Linked DNA regions of Camelus bactrianus: region 2 is linked to region 1. Evidence: chromatin contacts called from public Hi-C data. All regions are on one chromosome and are shown on one strand. Each heading gives the region's core, a stretch centred on a gene start, on an enhancer-like site or on the middle of the called end of the contact. The rest is flanking DNA. Distances are from core to core; before and after follow the strand shown.

The links. A called contact is a pair of places that touch in the nucleus more often than the background predicts.
Region 2: a contact with region 1 is called in a Hi-C map of liver, with 3 times the contacts expected there. The contact joins the promoter of PRELID1 here to the promoter of PDLIM7 in region 1. A contact is called at or near these places in 2 of 2 Hi-C or Micro-C datasets (blood and liver).

The regions. Positions count from the first base shown.
Region 1 is chr22:7,311,129-7,313,800 of ASM4877302v1, reverse strand. It overlaps PDLIM7 (PDZ and LIM domain 7), which reads right to left and starts at 1,296. Exons shown (of 14, transcript XM_074350200.1): 1 at 1,141-1,296; 2 at 68-173. The coding sequence starts at 163.
Region 2 is chr22:7,486,516-7,489,187 of ASM4877302v1, reverse strand. It overlaps PRELID1 (PRELI domain containing 1), which reads left to right and starts at 1,376. Exons shown (of 5, transcript XM_010946198.3): 1 at 1,376-1,632; 2 at 2,289-2,514. The coding sequence starts at 1,541. RAB24 (RAB24, member RAS oncogene family) reads right to left here and starts at 1,273. Exons shown (of 10, transcript XR_012501535.1): 1 at 767-1,273; 2 at 615-683; 3 at 325-403; 4 at 149-216; 5 at 1-62.

The DNA of each region.
Region 1 (2,672 bases), core at 47-2,546:
CTCACCCTCTGGAGGTGTGAGCACCTAAAGACTCCTAGGGGGAACCCCTCCCTCAACCTAGGCTCACCCGAGAGATGGAGAGGGGCACATTGAAGTCCTTGCCCCCCTGCAGCCGGAAGCCCCAAGGTGCTGGCCCCTCCAGCACCACCTTGAAGGAATCCATGGTGCCGCTCCTGAGAGGAGAAAAAAGGTGAGTGTCTGGCATGGTAGATGCACAGGCAGGCCCAGCTCTGGACACTAGCCTTGGACTAGTGCCAGGCAGACACTGGCAGACACTGAGCACACCCAGGGCAAGGGTAGGCGAGCACCTTGTTAGGTCTGGCTGGGCTGCTGGCTGGCAGACCTCACTTTGGAAAGACAGGGGCAACCAATCCCCCTTCCCCAAGGGACTGGGAGGATGAGGGGAGCCCCCTTTCAGTCTTGAGGTTCTTTTCATCCAAAAGTGGACCACAGGGCTAATTTGGTAAGGCCTCCCCCCAAGCCAGCCTTGAGCCTCGGACTGGCCTGCAAGGCCAGTCCGGGGCCGGCGCTCCTCTTCCCCGCCCCCAGGTCCCGACAGGCAGGCCGCGGCTGGAGCCTGCTCGGACTATATAAGGCGTGTAAGCTGACACTGTGCCGGAGAGCCAGCGGAGGGAGCACACGGGGGCTCAGGACGCGAGGGGGAGGGGTGGGGAGGGAGGCGGCCGGAGTGGGTCCTAGCCTTTCCAGGGCCGGACGAAGCTGCTGGAGCCAGGACGGGACCCCTGGGTGCTGGGGGAGATGGGCGGGGTCGCGGCCCCCGCGGAGATCGGTGGGGACTGGGACCCCAAAGCGTGGCCAGGAAGCGGATTCATCCTGAAGCCCAGTGAGAGTGATGCCTCCCACACAAGCCTGCTACCATCCCGACATGACTCAGTTTCCCCACCGTCCCCCGCCCGGGCCCCGTGCATTGGCCGAGTCCCGGGCGCAGGAAGCAGCGCAGGCGCCAACCGGCCCCGCCACAGCCGGCTTTGCCGCAGGAAGGCGGGGGCGGGGGTAGGGGCTCTGGCCCGCCAGAAAAAGCGCAGAGCTGGCTACGACTCCCAGTGCCCTCTGTGGTGCCCAGCAGACCTCTGCCCCCGGCCTGGCCCAGCCCGAGACGCCCCGTGCTGTTGCCTGTACCTGCTCGGCCCCGCCGGGGCGCTGCTCGGCGGCGGAATCCAAGGAGCCGCGCTGGGATCCGCCGCCCGAGTTCTGACCCCGCCCCCGCGGTCGCCGTCCGCTTTGAGACCGCGAAAGGGGCGTGGCCTCTGGCCACGCCCCCTTAAAGCCGCGGCCTCCTGGTAGGTGAGAAGCCCCGCCCAATCTTTCTGCCGCGCTCAATCACGAAGTCCCATCTCGCTTTGGGCTGGAAGGCACGGCCCTCCCCGGTCCCCTTGGTGGGGCGGGGCCTGGGCGGGGCCTGGGATGCTGGACGCCTCGCCTGGGAGCCCAACGCGCGGCTTGCCCGGCCGCTTGCCCGGCCCCTTGCGCCTCCCGCTGGCCGAATGAAAAGAAAGCAGCTTTGGAAACCAGACAGATCTGGACACGAGTTGGCTCTGAACCTTAGTTTCCAACTCGGTAAAATGGGACAATAATACTCGCCTCTCAGGGCCTCCGTAAATATAGGCATAGAGCACAGCCATTAGTGGCTCTAGAATTTCTAAATCCGACGGACTTGGTCGGGAGTGGGGAGGGGGGGTTAGTTGAGGGCGGCACAGGAGAGCTTGAAGTTAAGTTTGCAGAACACTCAGACGAAGGCAGAAAATAATGGCAGAAGCGGATGGCGGTGGAAGGGCCCTTGGCCCGGCCCCGAGCCTGACCTGTGGGCCGTGCCCTCACTCCTACCCCCATCCCCTGCAGTCAGCCGCCCGTAGCCCTCCCACCCTAGCTCAGTGCTGAACGCAAACTGTCGAGATGGGATGATTCCTGGTACCCCACTCCAGAGCGGGCAGCACCTCCAGTAGGGGTGTCAGAGACCCCACTTTGCTCCCACTGCTCAGCCCTGGCCTGTAGCGGCAGTGAGGAAAATTGAACAGGGACCGGAGAATGGTGGGTGAGTGAATAGGCGTCCACTCCTCAGCAACTTCTAGGGCATGGCCGCTGCTCTTCTCCCCCCCACCCCCATCACATTCTCCCCTCTTCTGTATCATTCCCCTCACTAAGCAAACTGGTGTACAAGTTCTCATCTTTAAAGAAATACTCTCTTGATCTCACATCCCTCTCCATCTCTCTTTTTTATTTATTTATTTTTGTTGGGGGAGGTAATTTGGTTTATTTATTCAATTATTCAATTTTTTTTAAACGGAAGTGCTAAGGATTGAATCCAGGACCTCCTGCATGCTAAGCACATGCTCCACCACTGAGCTGTACCCTCCCCACATCTTCCCATTCTCTCTTGAACCCATTCCAGCCAGGCTTTTGTTCCCAGCAGTCCTCTGAATTAATTCCCTCTTCAAAAGGTCTCTAATGACTTCCAGGTTATCAAATCAATGATAGTTTCTCAGCTTCCCTCTTACCCTGCCTAGGAGCAGCGCTGGTCCCAGTGTACTCCCTGTTTCCTGTAGCTTCATGCCTTCTTCCTGCCCCACTGACTGCTCCTTCGCCACCCCCTTTGGCTGCTCCTCATTTGCTTCCCATCGTGGCCATCAGATCTTTCCAGTCTACACTCACTC
Region 2 (2,672 bases), core at 127-2,626, 180 kb before region 1:
CGACGCCGCCTGTCCTCCTCCAGCAGGTCACTCTTGGTGCCACACAAGTAGATCTGACAGCCCTGAAGCAGAAGACAAGGTTAGGGTCACCCCCTTGAACCACCAGACCCCCAGCCCCTGCCTGGTCTGGTGAGGTCGGGCCACCTACCTCCTCTAGGTTGCGCAGTTCCTTCACCCAGAACTTTGCCCGTTCAAAGCTGCTGCTGTCTGTCAGGTCTTGGTATGAGACGCGCAGGAAACACAACCAAGGGTCAGGGGCTGTTCTGAAGGGCCAGCCTGCACCCACCCCTTCTTGTCTGAGGAACAGGCTAAAACCCTCCTTACCATAGCAGACGATGGCAGCCTTGGCGCCCCGATAGTAGATTCGGCTCATGGCCTCATAGCGCTCAGATCCTGCTGTGTCCTGGAGGGCAGGGGGAGGCTCAGCACTGACCTGAGTTACTGAGCTACTCCCCAGTACTGCAAACTAATATCACGTCCTCCAGACCCCCGTTTTTAAACTGGAGTCTAGAGAAGAGAAACAGCCTCTATGAGGCCACGACTCAGCCAGTAATAGGCAGGACCCACGACTCCAGGAACGGGTTTTTCCAGGACTACTTGCCCAGAGAACTTACCCAAATACCCAAAGTCACCGTCCGGTCTCCGACGGACATCACCTTGGCCACGAAGGCGGCCCCAATGGTCTGCAACCCGGAGGAAGCGATCAGGGCCGCGGGTGCGGGCTAGCCCCCTCCCACCCGGGCCAGACCCCGCCGGGCGCACTCACGTTCTGATAGGGCCCCACCAGGAAGCGGTCGTGCACGTATCGCTCCACCAGGCTGGTCTTGCCCACGTACTCCTTGCCCAGCATCACCACCTTGACGTCCACGCGCTGCCCGCTCATGCTCCCGGGGCAGCCTCACCCGCGTCAGGGTCCTGAGCGGGGGCAGGAGGCAAACCCAGATCTCCGCTCCGACAGGCAGTGCCCAAGCCTCAGTCCCCGACCCCAGGCGCCAACCTACGCCTCCAGGCGCCGCGATGAGCTAGAGCGACGGCAGCGCCTCCGTGTGCTCCAGCTCTCCGGCTCCGGGCGCTGCTCCTAACCCGGGGCGGCCTGGGAGCGCGCGGGGCAGCGCCCTCAACGGCGCCGCACGCCGCCTAGCTCGCTCGCTCAGCCACTCGCTCGCCAACCCGGCTTAGGGACCGCTCAGCGCGGATGCCCCACCGTGCCAGAGGGCCCTCCAACCCGGCCACGGCCCGCAGCACCGCGACTCCCGCGGGGGTGGGGGGTGGGGTGAGGTGGGGGTGGGCAGAGGGCGAGGGGCGGGGCCGCGGGTCACGCGGGCAGACGCCGGAAGGGGTGGGTACTGAGCAGCGGCGCCGGAAGTGGCGAGCGGCCTGACAATTCCTCATGGCGGCGGCGGCTGGTTGGGTGCGGCGCGGTGGTGACTGAGCTGCTAGCCGGGCGGGCGAGCGTCGAGCTCCAGCCTGGCCTCCGCGTGCACCTCGGGCTCCGCACCCCTGATGCTGCGCGGGTGCTGAGCCCGCCCCGGCCGGGACGATGGTGAAGTATTTCCTGGGCCAGAGCGTGCTCCGGAGTTCCTGGGACCAAGTATTCGCCGCCTTTTGGCAGCGGTACCCGAATCCCTATAGGTATGTGGCTCTGGAAGGAGCAACCGTCCCACCTCTCTGTTTGGAGATAGAAGTGTGGGACCGGGAAATACTCGACTTCGGGTCCTAGGTGGGGGAGTCGCCGGAACCGTGGCGACCGTGTGTTTAGGGCAAGAGGACCCTTTTGGGGAAGCGGCCAGGCTAGGCATGCAAGGTATTGGAAGGAGGCTGGGCCTGGGCAGTGGTTTGCTGGAGGCCCTGGTTCAAAGTTCATCTCAGGCTGGTGAGACAGGAAGAGGCGGCGGCACAGGCGTTCTGGAGGGATCTTGGGGTTGGAAATCCATGCGCTTGCCTCCTTCTCTTGGAAGAGGTGGCGGTACAGCAGTTGCGAGGGGATCTTAGGGTTGGAAATCCATGCGCTTGCCTACTTCTCTGCCCGTGACGCTCTCCAGTGGTGTAATAAATCATGAGGTCTTGCCCTGCTTGAAGGCCCAGGAATCCAGGTCAGCCAAGGGCGGAAATTGGAATTTGCCCTGGGATAGGCTCGAGGGACTCTAGTTCAGGTCGAAGCCACAGCACAGATGACTGCGAGTTTGGAGGAAGGCATGGCCATTCTGGGCTTGGAGGCTCCAGGTGAGAATCCCAACAGTCTCTACAGGCCAGGCTCCTGAGGGTCACCTTCACTCTGACACCTGCAGCAAACATGTCTTGACGGAAGACATAGTGCACCGGGAGGTGACCCCTGACCAGAAGCTCCTGTCCCGGCGACTCCTGACCAAGACGAACAGGATGCCCCGCTGGGCTGAGCGACTGTTTCCTGCCAATGTTGCTCACTCAGTGTACATCCTGGAGGATTCTATTGTGGACCCACAGAACCAGACCATGACCACCTTCACCTGGAACATCAACCACGCCCGGCTGATGGTGAGACCCCTCTCTCTTGGCCCTCCCAATAGTGGATCGCTCCAGCTACATGTGTCTAGGGGGCCACGAAGGAGCTTTTACTATCCAAGCAGATCCAGGTTACAGAGAAGTGATGACTCTAGGACTCTAGAGTACAAACTCAGATGATCTTTTTAGCT